Regions from separate parts of the Danio rerio genome. Here region 1 is linked to region 2. The links are chromatin contacts, called in public Micro-C maps. All regions are on one chromosome and are shown on one strand. Each heading gives the region's core, a stretch centred on a gene start, on an enhancer-like site or on the middle of the called end of the contact. The rest is flanking DNA. Distances are from core to core; before and after follow the strand shown.

What was found. Hi-C and Micro-C count contacts between places; a contact is called where the count stands out from the background.
Region 1: a Micro-C map of caudal fin shows a contact between it and region 2, with 8 times the contacts expected there. The contact joins two enhancer-like sites. A contact is called at or near these places in 2 of 18 Hi-C or Micro-C datasets (caudal fin and hematopoietic stem cells) and 1 of 4 datasets of contacts at active chromatin or transcription factors (caudal fin).

What each region holds. Positions count from the first base shown.
Region 1 is chr17:39,457,304-39,463,481 of GRCz12tu, reverse strand. mta1 (metastasis associated 1) reads right to left here. Exons shown (of 18, transcript XM_005158860.5): 7 at 6,159-6,178; 8 at 5,844-5,943; 9 at 2,346-2,534. Among named protein-coding and RNA genes, the nearest start is that of tmem229b, 32 kb to the left of the region's middle. Within about 2 kb of position 2,186, at least 5 of the 62 cell types and tissues checked have an H3K27ac peak or open chromatin away from gene starts, as enhancers often do. A contact at or near this core is called in caudal fin, where this site is marked.
Region 2 is chr17:39,230,845-39,237,086 of GRCz12tu, reverse strand. No RefSeq gene overlaps it. Among named protein-coding and RNA genes, the nearest start is that of crip1, 29 kb to the left of the region's middle. Within about 2 kb of position 2,521, at least 7 of the 62 cell types and tissues checked have an H3K27ac peak or open chromatin away from gene starts, as enhancers often do. A contact at or near this core is called in caudal fin, where this site is marked.

The DNA.
Region 1 (6,178 bases), core at 937-3,436, 230 kb before region 2:
ATAAAGGCAAAAAGGACAAAAATAAACCAAAAAAACAGAGAAATGTATTAATCTTTTGACTGCCCTTCTACCAAACGGTTGACCATGGTTTTACTGTTTTAAATAATGACTGTTAAAGTCATTTAAATAATAGCCATTTTAAATATAAAATATTTTAAATAGTTTACAAAAAATATATAAAAAATTGAAAACTAAATCAAACAAGCATAACCCTGTTGCACTACTACACTTGATTTTGGTTCTATTGTTAAAAAAAAAAAAAAATTATATATATATATATATATATATATATATATATATATATATATATATATATATATATATATATATATATATATACACAAGGAAGCATTTTAAATGAAAATCTGAAATATTTTTGCCACACTTAAAAAAAAAGGTGATTTAGTGTTCAAAAATGTTTTATTTTAAATACTTTTTCAAATAAATTAGTGTTACACTTACTGTTTTTAGATTTTTCATAGTATATGTATTAAGTTTTGTACTGTTATCATATACTGACATATCATTCGGCAGAGGCTGTAATTTTTAAAAATTATGGGATGTGTTGAAGAAAAATGCATTGAGTGTTTTAACTAGCGACATTTGGAGTAAAGAAATCCAAACATTATTTTTCTTGGTGGGGCAGTTAAAGCGTTAAATACAATGCAAACACTGATCAATATACATTCAAAAACATCAAATAAACCCAAGATATCAGATGTGCTTGCATGAGTTGTGAGACTTTTGTTGTCGTTTAATCATATTAATACAGTTGAGCTTCCATGTTTTCTATATTTAATGAGCTCCATGTATTTGCCTTGAACAGAGTTCAATACACTTGAACAAAAATTCAATTTGAGCTTCCGAGAAGTCTACTTTATAACAGTTACATTGTTTTACACAATCATTCAATGCAATCAATGCATTTCAATACACACACATTTTTATTTGCATTGCTTCTGATAGATCTACAAACAAATTCAATAAAATATGTGCTCTGAAAATGAAGGGAATACTTGGAACAGCCCTTTAACTCAAAACCACTTTGACTAGATTACAGAGTCAAATGAGTTGAACTTGAAAAAAGGTTCAGTAAACAAGTCTGTTTGACTAGTTAGACTTGTTCAAAATCACTGACAGATTCAGTAGTGCTTCTTGAGGTGCAGCTGAAAATATTGATAAATCAATTATGAGAAAATGAAGGCCTTTAAAAATGTATTAAAGTTTTAAACACGTTTTACGAGTTTTAAAAATTTTGTTCAAGCATTGTCCAAAGTGTTTGACTCCAAAAAAAGCATAAATATTTTTATTTTTCTCCTAATATTAACAACGCCGTGCTCGATCCATGCAATTGGTTCGGGCTGGGGCACATCTGGCCAAGCTCCTCCGACCGGGTGAAGTCACGTAATTCGTGACAAAAACGGGAAGGTGACCTGACGCTCTCCACATGTAGCGAAACCATAGAGCAGAACAGATGGTAAAATGGGATAATGCAAGTTTGTGCACTCCTGGTTGAAGAAAGACGAGTTTAAACAGTGGCTGAAGTCTGTCGCTATAAACAAGCGCATAATTTACTCTTTCAAGCTTTGTTTTTTGCGAGCTAATCTGAGTTCTGTTGCCTGGTTGTGCTCCATTGATTTATTTAACTACAACTGCTTAATAATAAAGGTTTGATACTGATTAAAACTTGCAGAGGTGATGAGATCTTAAAATATTTAGATAAGGTTTTTAAAAAGTCTTAAAAGGGTATTGAAATTACCTTTAGGATTCCTGCATATGCCCTGTAAACGCATTATTTACTGTTTGTTCATGTAAATAAACCACCTTAAGTTTTCTTTTTTTCTCGAAATATATATATATATATATATATATATATATATATATTTTTTTTTTTTTTTAAATAACAGCAGTTTTGTTCCAACTGTAGCAAATGCAGTGGTCTCACAAAGCCAATTAAACCCTGAGATCATTTTAATTTTTGAGTGAACTACCCCTTTAAATAATCAGCGCTTTCATACGCAAATCTGGCCATGATGTCAAACAGAAACCGAGCTTCAATTCCCAATCCTTTGTGTCCCTCAATAAGCTGCTTGCCTTCTTTCGGGTGTGCCCATTTTCCACGACTGGCTCCTCCCTGTTTCTCTAAGTACACATTTCTGACAGACTCTCCCCAAAACCAAAACACTCAGCGCTGCACAAACCCCCATCGACCACCAGGTGGCAGAGTTAAACATAAACTTGGCACACTCGCCCGTCCCCTGAACAAAGGCAGTTTATCAGTCATCACTGCCACAATTACCTTAGCATATGCCGTTCAAAAAAAAAAGCATGCCATTTGAACTCACAAAGTCCTGCTGAATATCAGTGAAGTCTTTGCCGTATTTCTCCAGCGCTTCTTCAAATAGGTTAGCTTCGGATGCACTCCATTCCTCCATTTCGTCCCGGCAGAGCACAGGTCCGCCCTGAGGTACCAGCGCTGCGATGGCCCGCGTCATATCGTAGCCGTTCTTATGCAACGTGTCCATGGCGTGAAACTGAAAATGAAGCAGCAGCAATAAATGATGGCCCAAATCCAAGACACATCAGCAGACACTCCATTGTTTTAGAGGAGTGTTGCAAATCTCAACTGCTCAACCCTGAAAACAACACAACACTGGTTGAAGAGGAATTGTGTGGGCTGTGTGTGTGTGTGTGTGTGTGTGTTTATGTGTAGGGATCTTGCCCTCTGGCGCCTTTCCTTCATGTTTTGTACACAGTCAGGGTGGCTAGAGAGTGAACACCCTGCTTCTTCTTGTACAGCCCCATAGGCAGAGACTGAGCATTGAAGCTGGCAATAGGCCTGTTGCAATTATTACATAATGCCCTAGCAGGGATTATTTGATCTAATCGTGATTATGTGAGAAGATCGTGATCGCTGTGCACTCGAAATTCTAATCACAATTTGCCACCCAAATCTTGGAGCCTGTTTGATCGTCCTAGTGGAATCACGGGTTTAGTTTAGGGGATAGGACTATTGGAAAACATGTTTGCAACAAAGTGTATTAGTGTCTGCTCACTTTATATAGGATTCCCACTCTTTCATGAACAGCAGATTCAAGGTTTTTTAGGGACTTTTTAAAGCTGTAGTTCCTTGAATTAAATACTGGTAATAATCAAATGTGGTTTGTGAACTATTGTTCAAATGTTTTGTAAATTTAGGATTGTTAAATGAGGAATTTCTCGCAGTACAATAGTTGAAACAACACCATAAACCATCAATTCAAGCCCTTACAAGAACCTACAATTGTTTTTAAGTACTTCCCAGGTCATAATTCACGTCTGAAATTCAAGCCCTTTCAAGAAGCGTGGGGACCCTGTTTTTATTATGGGGTATTTTCCCTATTAGTTTTTGCCATAGGGATTTTAAAAAGTCTTTGGTAAAGCATTACTTGGCAACACTTAAGATCAGGTCACATTAAAGTCTACTGGCTTATTACTAGCCAATTATTAAGATGTTAATTATTCATTAGTAGTAGGGCTGCACCATATATCGTTTCAGCATTGATATCGCAATGTGCACATCTGCAATAGTCGCATCACAAGATCTGCAATGTTGAGTCTGAATTATAGTTGAGCAGGAGCAACAGAACACATCTGATTTGTAGAGTTACGGAGAGTTTTAGCACACAGAAGTATGATGGATGTTTGGAGGTGTAATAAAAATGTATTGTATTTAATTATTTATACAATTTATGGGGGGAAAAGTATTTTTACTAAAAAATTTGTCTTGTTTCTAGTTCAAATATCTACCCTATGAAGCGAAAATAAGATTACTTTAATCACTCCATTGGCTGATATCTTTTCTACTAAAAGCGAAAACAAAACTATATTTCTACTAGATTTACAAGACATTTTATATATTTGGACAAGAAAAGAGACAAAGTAAGAAAAATGTTATTCTTAAATTGTGATTATTCAATTTCTGTACCTGAATGCTGTTATGACTGCACAGAAAAAAATAGAGCAATCCAATCCATCTTTTGAGACTGTATTAGTTATTCCAGAAAAATAAAATAATGCAATATCAGTTTATTCCAATATTGTGCAGCCTTAATCAGTAGTTATATAAATATGATCTTATTCTGCATCCCTAATCCTACCCCAATACCTAAAGCCAACTTCTACTTAACTAATGATTAATAAACCATTAATTAGTAGCTTATTAAGCTAGTAAATGTTAGTTTATGTTTTGTTAATACCATGAATTAAGACCTAAAGTGTTACCCATTATTTTAAGGAATTAAATTAACTTGGTACAAAGACAATCATGTTACATTACACATTTAAAACAAAGGTAAAAATTTGAAAACTATTCATTTAAAGTTGTTTGTATCTAATGAAAATGTTTTCAGGACGACTGCAAAACCTACAATTTGTAAAGGAATAGTTCAGCCAAAGTTAAAGTCATTTACTTATCCTTCACTTGTCACAAAGCTGTTTGACTGTTTGGTTGTTTGTTGCTAGACATTTAGAAAAATCTGGGCAACGTGTAACCATTGACTTCTATAGTATTTGTTTTTTTTCCTTCTATGTGTCAATAGTTACTGGTTTCCAACAAAACAACTTCTTTTGTGTTCAACATAAGAAGAAAATAATCTGGGTTTGTCACAAGAGCATGTGAATAGTGAGTGAATTTAAAATTGTGTGTTAACTATCTATTTAAGTATTTTTTTAGAGTGCACAAAACTGATGTGCTTCATGCTGATGAGTTTGATTAATGTGAATAGATGATTTAAATAAAGCATTTAAAATTGATAAACAACCTCTGATTTTGGAACAGGTTTTTTCAAAGGTTTATCAAATAACATTTTAATAATACACTATAATAAACTATATAACTACTACTAATAAAGCTAATTAAAAAAAATATATATATATATATATATATATATATATATCAACAAATAGATATTCAAACCAGAGATTAATCATATCCCTGGACTTCGGGCTTGACTGTATATAATACAAGCACGAATAATATGCAATTGCATTTTAATTTTGACTGTATGTAATCTATATGAATTATGGGATAATTCTTTATATTAGCTTATCTTTATTTGACATTTTAGAATGAGTCATTTAATATACCTCATATATGACCAACTGAGATAAGTTATCATGTTCAAAATAATAAAAAGGAGAAATGCTTTTGCCGCAGGTACATGGCAAGCAGACATTTCAGCACATTGCTATTTTCAATGACTAAATGTGTCAGAACGTCTGTTTGGCTTGTCTGTTTTTTTTTTTTTTTTTTTAACAAAGTACATGCAGCAGATTTAACTATTAACATGAGAAAACAAAACATAAGCAAAAACTGATATTAAGCACATATGTAATTATCTGAGGTGTTTTTGTAATGGGTAATGAATGTTCATCTGTTTGTTCATGTTCACATTTTTACCTCAAATGCACTTAGCACTTCTATTTAAAATGAAATTCAAAAAATGGATAAATTCATAAAATATGCAATTCATATAATAAAAAGTTGTTGTTTTTTTACTTTTGAAGACTATTGGAATATTCAGTTAGCTATCCTCTTGTGCTTGTAATTTTAAAAAAGTCACAAAAATACGCTGTAATGTTAAATAACTTACTATACAAAATGAATGAAGAAAAAAAAACGATGACATAAGCATTTACAACCAGATTCAAAATTGCACAAATGATACAAAAATGTTGTGTGTATATATATATATATATATGTAGAAGTCTGCCATTAATTAGTCTGAACCTGCTGAGCTTCACTAAAGTGTGAAGTGTTCCAGCAGTGGTGTGTGTGAGTGAGTGTGTGCGATGTGCTGTACCAGTGTGATATCTCTGGAGGCTGCTGCAGCGCTCATGTGCAGACTGGGCTGCCGAACTGAACTGCTGCAGTCTAGAGCCCGCGCAAACGTGCCCACAGACCTGCAGAAAGATTTGAAACAGAATGAGTGAGTGAAACAGAGCAAGAAAAATGCAGTTTGAAATAACAGAGCATGGAGTGGGAACAAAACAATAATATATATATTTATTTCAGAATTTGAGAGTTAGATCTTTTCAACGCAAATGTTCTATTCACAACAGACTGGTATAGAGAGAGAGAAATAGAGCAAATTTGTTTCATTGCTGCAGAGTTTTACCGAGCCACGACGAGGAACTG
Region 2 (6,242 bases), core at 1,272-3,771:
ACCTCGCACTGTTCTTGTTTGAGTCTCCCAAAATCCCCTGGTGTTCATTTTTGAACACACATTTGGGTTTTGTTTTTAACCAATGGCCTCTACACCACAGCAACAGTCAACACAACACCTCCAGGATGTTTCTCTTCGCTGCATCAACTAACCACAGTTGGTACACACAATAATAGGTCTATAAACTATTTTCACTGACTTTGCTAGTAAATGGCTGTTTAAAACAAAAAGCATGATGAGTTTCATTGGTTTAGTCAGTTTTTAGCACCGTGATTTTGGCCTGGAAAACTCATATTACAGCGTGAGAAGCGAGAATACAGCTCCAGAGCTCAAATCTAACCATTTTTCTGTCTTCCTCAAAATTGTTTGCTTTTCACCTGAAAATTTATCATATGAGAAAAATGTATCACTTCATAACTTAAGCAAACATCAGAATGGAATGAATACAGAGTGTGAATTGACTTAGGGAAATTAAGGTAGAACAACACAAAAAAAGGGTTTACTGTTGTCAAAGAACACTTGAGTTTCAAAATAGTGCTATAGTCAGGGATGGGCAGTGTTTATGATACATGTACTTAAAATACATATTTTAAATACAAAATAGTATTCTGTAGTTTGTTTTTGATAAAGTTGATGATAATGGGTTTATATTTTGTATCAAAGTACTACATTGTAATACATTGTAAGAAGTCTACATGATGACTTCATACAAATGCGGTCTCAGATTGATGCTGAAAAGTAGGCTGAAAAGTAGTCCCACTCCGGCCCTGATGCTTTCTCAGTCGATGCCTATAGGTAGGACAGCACGATTCTGGCAAAAATGTGAATCACGATTTTTTTTTTTTTTTTTGCTTAAAATCGAGATCACGATTTTCTCACGATGTAAAATAAAGGTTAATATGATTAGCCTATTATTATTTTTAATTCTCAAACATATATGTTAAAACAACAATAATATTAAGCCTATGTGTAGGTCTACTGTTGCTTAAAATGCTAAATTGAACAGACTTTAAATGTGTCCTGTGTGCTAATTCACAGAAAAATGATGACAGAACATAACTAATCATAATTCTGGAATTGATTTATTATGTTGAAGACATGTGCTTATCATGTCATTGGACACATTATTAGACCATTTGTTTTCACTGGAAAAATTAGAATTTTGTCATTATCAGACTCCTTGCATTATATTCAACATTATAGCCTATATAGGCTAGGGTTGTTATACTGACACGGTAAACATTTATTTTTATGCACAACACTTTGTGTTCGCTATGAAAGAAAAAAAAACATATCAAATGCTTGTCGTAATCATAACTGTAAAATGCGATATGATCATTTAAATGTGGTTTCACTTTTACTTCTGAGTGCGGCTCATGGCTGCTGTCACTGTGAGAAAAAACACACATGCAAATCAAACCTCCCGTACGACCCTCAAACGATCGCTCTGTGCAACAAACTGAACGCTATTTACAACTTCGTTACCTGTTATTCACAGCCTATGCAGGTTGTGTTCACTGAAGTGGGCGTCATTGGGCGTGCATGCACGCTTTCTCGGAAACAAACAGCTGTATGTAAAACAGATGTAAAACTGAGGTATTTGACATTTTATTTTAAATACATGTCCATGTATTTTTGCCCATCCCTGGCTATAGTATTATATTGCCATTATAGTGGTGATTGTGCTAGCAAACAAGACTAACAGCCGTTGTGGGTAGCCTAATGTGTGTTTTTTTTCCAGTGTGCACTATTCTGTCACGAAAACGATTCCAATAATTTCACAAAACAGGAATTACTGTAGGTCGTTTTGTATTACCGTCGAAAAACAGTTGTTAAATTACAAACATTTTTGCTTAGTGTCTTACCCTAGACTCTCTAGTGCTTATGGTATTTACTTATCTTGTGAAAGGTTAAGCCCCGCCCTCTTGACTTAATTGGTCATCATTGAGAGTTGAGGGTAGGCTACTAGTAAAAAAAACTGATGAAACATGTTTATTTAATGTGGTGCACGTTAGAAAACAGTTTAAACTTAAAATGGTCATCCTAACAACAAACAGAGCAGCTTTGACATCTGGACAAAAACAATTAGATAGACGTAAATTTTCTTAGTACAAAAAAACTGAAATAGGGTATTCTTGTCAAATGTACAGCTCCAGTCATCTTTTTTCCCCCTCTATATTTGAATGTTTCTTTTGTTTACATTGTGGTGGATCGGATGTGTTTGTCTCTGGTCAGTGTGTACAGGTGGTGGACTGGTTTCCACGCATAGTTTTCCAGTAAAAGTTTGCTCATGCATTTGTAGTTTGCATGAGAGTAAAGCTAAAAATCCATCTCTGTCAAACATACAATCCTTTCATTTGAATTGCTAAAAGGACATATTTGTTTTTGTTAGTCGGGATTGTTTATACGTGTTTTAGCTACGATGACTCTTCTCTTTCTTTGTTTATCCATCAGAATGTTCTGCACTAAATTACATAATTGCTTTCCATCCGCGTATGGATGCTTGGAGCTGAACTGCAGGACTTGATGGCGGATCATTTGGCAGGGTTTGGCGCCACCCAAGGGTTGGTAGGAAAACAATGCAAAATTCCAAACAAAGTTCAAGTTCATGAGTTTTTTATAGACACACGACAAAAATCAACGGTGTGTTTTATTGTTTGATTATTACCTATTATGTTGGCAAAATATACAGGCATATAAAGGGGAAAAACGAGCGTTTTTGAGGTAATACAGTGTTTTACTAAGAACTCTCAACAACTTGAAAATGTCAACTTTGTCTTACGGTACTGCTTAAATTTGCATTATGCTGATGTTATTTTAATAATATGCAATTGTGCAGAGTTATGTGCTTTCCGTGAGGCAGACATTTCTCCTTCACTGTGGTAAATATAAAGAGGTGCGTGAGAAATACTTTGACAAACTCTCTAAGCTTATGCCAGAGCTTTATAGTTCTTCAGAAATGGATCAAATGCAGATGTTACAGGGAAAGACAGGTCAGTTAAAGCCAAATACTTTTTTTTTCAGCTGCAAAGCATCAAAACTAATAAAGGTGTAATTCAGCCTCACAATTTCATTTATAGAACAAAAATCAATGGCAGGCATTAAGAGCAATCAAATCTGTAAATCCAATATCCTTAAAAACACAGGTTGAGGTTTTTGGTATTTGTCAGCAATTTAGATTTTAATAATTTGAAATGTAATAAAATTTAGTTTGATCACTTATCGTTTTACTAATTTTAATAAGTACTGATGTTTCATTTTTTAGCAAATGAGTTAGGCTGAAAGACAAAACATTATTTCACTCATATTTTGACATGAAAGATGTTAGAATTTGAATAGATTAATTAGCATTTAGAATTTTGTTATTGTGTTGTTATATATCTCATTTTGTCTTTATTATGTGTAGACTACCTGACAAGTCTTGTCGTCGATCCCAGTTAAAGGAGCAACAAATATTAGCTTGACTTCTATAGTAGATTATTAAGAAAAGCAAAGATTTTACAGATGAATTATCTGTTGAACTGCATCCCAATCATTACAAATACTGCAAAAGACCTACTGGAACCTACATGGACCCAACATTTTCAGAGAAATCAGTCAAGTTTGATGATGGAAAAATTGTGGTTTGGCGTTACATTTATACATTACAAACCACAGGAGAGGTCAAATTCTTCAGCAGGATAGCGCTCCTTCTCATACTTCAGCTTCTACATCAAAGTTCCTAAAAGCAAAGAAGGTCAAGGTGCTACAGGATTGGCCAGGCCAGTCACCAGATATGAACATTATTGAGCATTTCTGGGGTAAAATGGAGAAGGCATTGAAAATGAATCTAAAGAATCTTGATGAACTCTGGGAGTCCTGCAAGAATGTTTTCTTTGCCATTCCAAATGACTTTACTTATACGTTATTTGAGTCATTGCAGAGATGTATGGATGCAGTCCTCCAGGCTCTTGGAAGTCATACATAATATTCATTATTTTTCCACTGCATCATTACTATATATTCTATACTGTACATCATATCTGATAAGTGACAAGACTTTTGTCAAAGCGCAGTCAGACCTAACTGTCCAAATTAAGTCGTTAAAAATGAAGGCATGATCATGTTTAATTTCAGTAAAATAATCGTAATCTAGAAGCCTTTGCCCAAATCATCAACTAGAAGCCAAGTTAATATTTGTTGTTCCTAAAACTTGGATAGGCGACAAAACTTTTCTCAGGTAGTTTTATAATAATATAAAACAAACAGTTATTATATGTATTTTAAATACAAATAAATATATTAAGCAAATAAAGGTTACACTGTAAGACAGTTACACTTTTCTATTTTCCATGAATATTTAATAAATTAATCAGCATTGAGAATTATTTTAACTAGTGTTATACATCTTTTTGTTTAGTGTATAATAATAAAATACAAATGCTTTATTGGAATATATTTAAAATAGAAATGAGCATTTATTTCACTCCCACTTACCATCATATGCCTATTGAAACATGTCTGTAATACCCGATTTACATTTTTTGAATAAAGATTTTCATGTAATCACTGCAGCTTTTCTAATGTCAGAAAATAAACGATCCAACAGTGCTACCGTGTGGACATTCAGTGCACAAACAACAATGAAACACATTCCTCCGCAAATACTGTTACAAATGGTCATGTTTATTGTGTTTTTCCTTGTTTATTATTCTAAAACACATGAGGAAAACACAACTGAAACACAATAAGTTACACTGTAGTAAAAAGCACTTCAGAGTTTCTCTCCACAGCCGTCATTAGTGTACAAGCCCCTATGAAAATAGCATAGAAAGTGTGCATATACAGTCTTAAGAAGCCTTTATCATACTTAACATTCCTCTGCAGAAGAAATTTCCCTTGGCTGAATGAAAAGACAGAAACGGGAGGTTCACCCTTTACAATTCCCTCCAATTCAATTTCATATTTCAACAACAACAACAACAAAACACAACATCGATAACAATAACAAAAAAGCTTGGCTAAACCATTTCAACAAAATGCCCATATCTTCATATTCGAGCGAATCAGTCTTTTCACATATGTCAACAAGAATATAATATATATATTTATATTTGTTTTCAAAAAAAATTAAGAAAAAGACATTAAATATCTTCTTTTTCTCACTTGGCTTTTGAGTTTGAAACAGTTTTTGAGTATCGGTGATCAACTACACACAACCACGCATGCAAAATAAACACAAACACATGAATACGCTCTTTCTCTCACACGCACACACACATACGCACGCTGCATAGAAGACTTGTGTGTTATCAGCAATAATTGGAGCCGTTACTGTTGGCGTTGAATCCCCAGTGTGTCTCTCTTTTAAAAAGAAGACTCTTTGCTGCCATAGAAACGAAGCCAAGTGCTTAAGTGTTTGGCCAGCGGAGAGACAGAAACCCGAGCTGCTTCTACTGTACAACTGCCCTTAAAACTCACCAACCACTCGCGTTTGTTCTTGTACTAAAATATAACTTGATTATCTAATACTTTTTTTGTTCAAAGATGCTGAGAAGGAGATCAAATAAGTCGTCGAGTGGGTGGGAACTCAACACGAGTCCCGCTATTGCTATATTGCACTTGGAGTGTGTTTTTTATATATAATCATGCTCTCAGCGAGTGTTTGTTATCTTCAAATTCAACGCAGGTAGCAAAACTAAAAGTCAAATGAGAAAAAGAATTACCTCCAACCCCCCCTTTACATAATAATAAAACAATACAAAGCTGATAGTGACACTACTAACAGCCAATGATTATATCAAGGACAACCGTTGTATATATAAAAGAACGTTTGTAAAAGTGATTGTCTTGTAAAGATAGAAAGTGTCGAAAACATCGAAGGCATCAGCGAGGTCACCAGTTTATACTAAAGGAATAGTTCATCTCAAAAAAAGGAGGAAAATTCTAGAACCACGTCATCACCTTAGATTAGGGTTTCTCAACCATGCTCCTGGAGGACCACCAACACTGCATGTTTTGCATGTCTCCTTTGTCACACCTATTACAGGTCTTTCAGTCTCTGCTAATGAGCTGATGATCTGAATCAGGTGTGTTTGGTTAAGAGACATGAAAAAAATGTGCAAAGCTGGTGGTCCTCCAGGAACGTGGTTGAGAAACACGACATTAGATCTTTTTAAATGTGTATTTTAAGAGTGGGAAAAATAAGACGTTAAGCAGAATTTTCAAGCTGCCCTTTTAGAATTACCGGGCCTTCAAGCTTT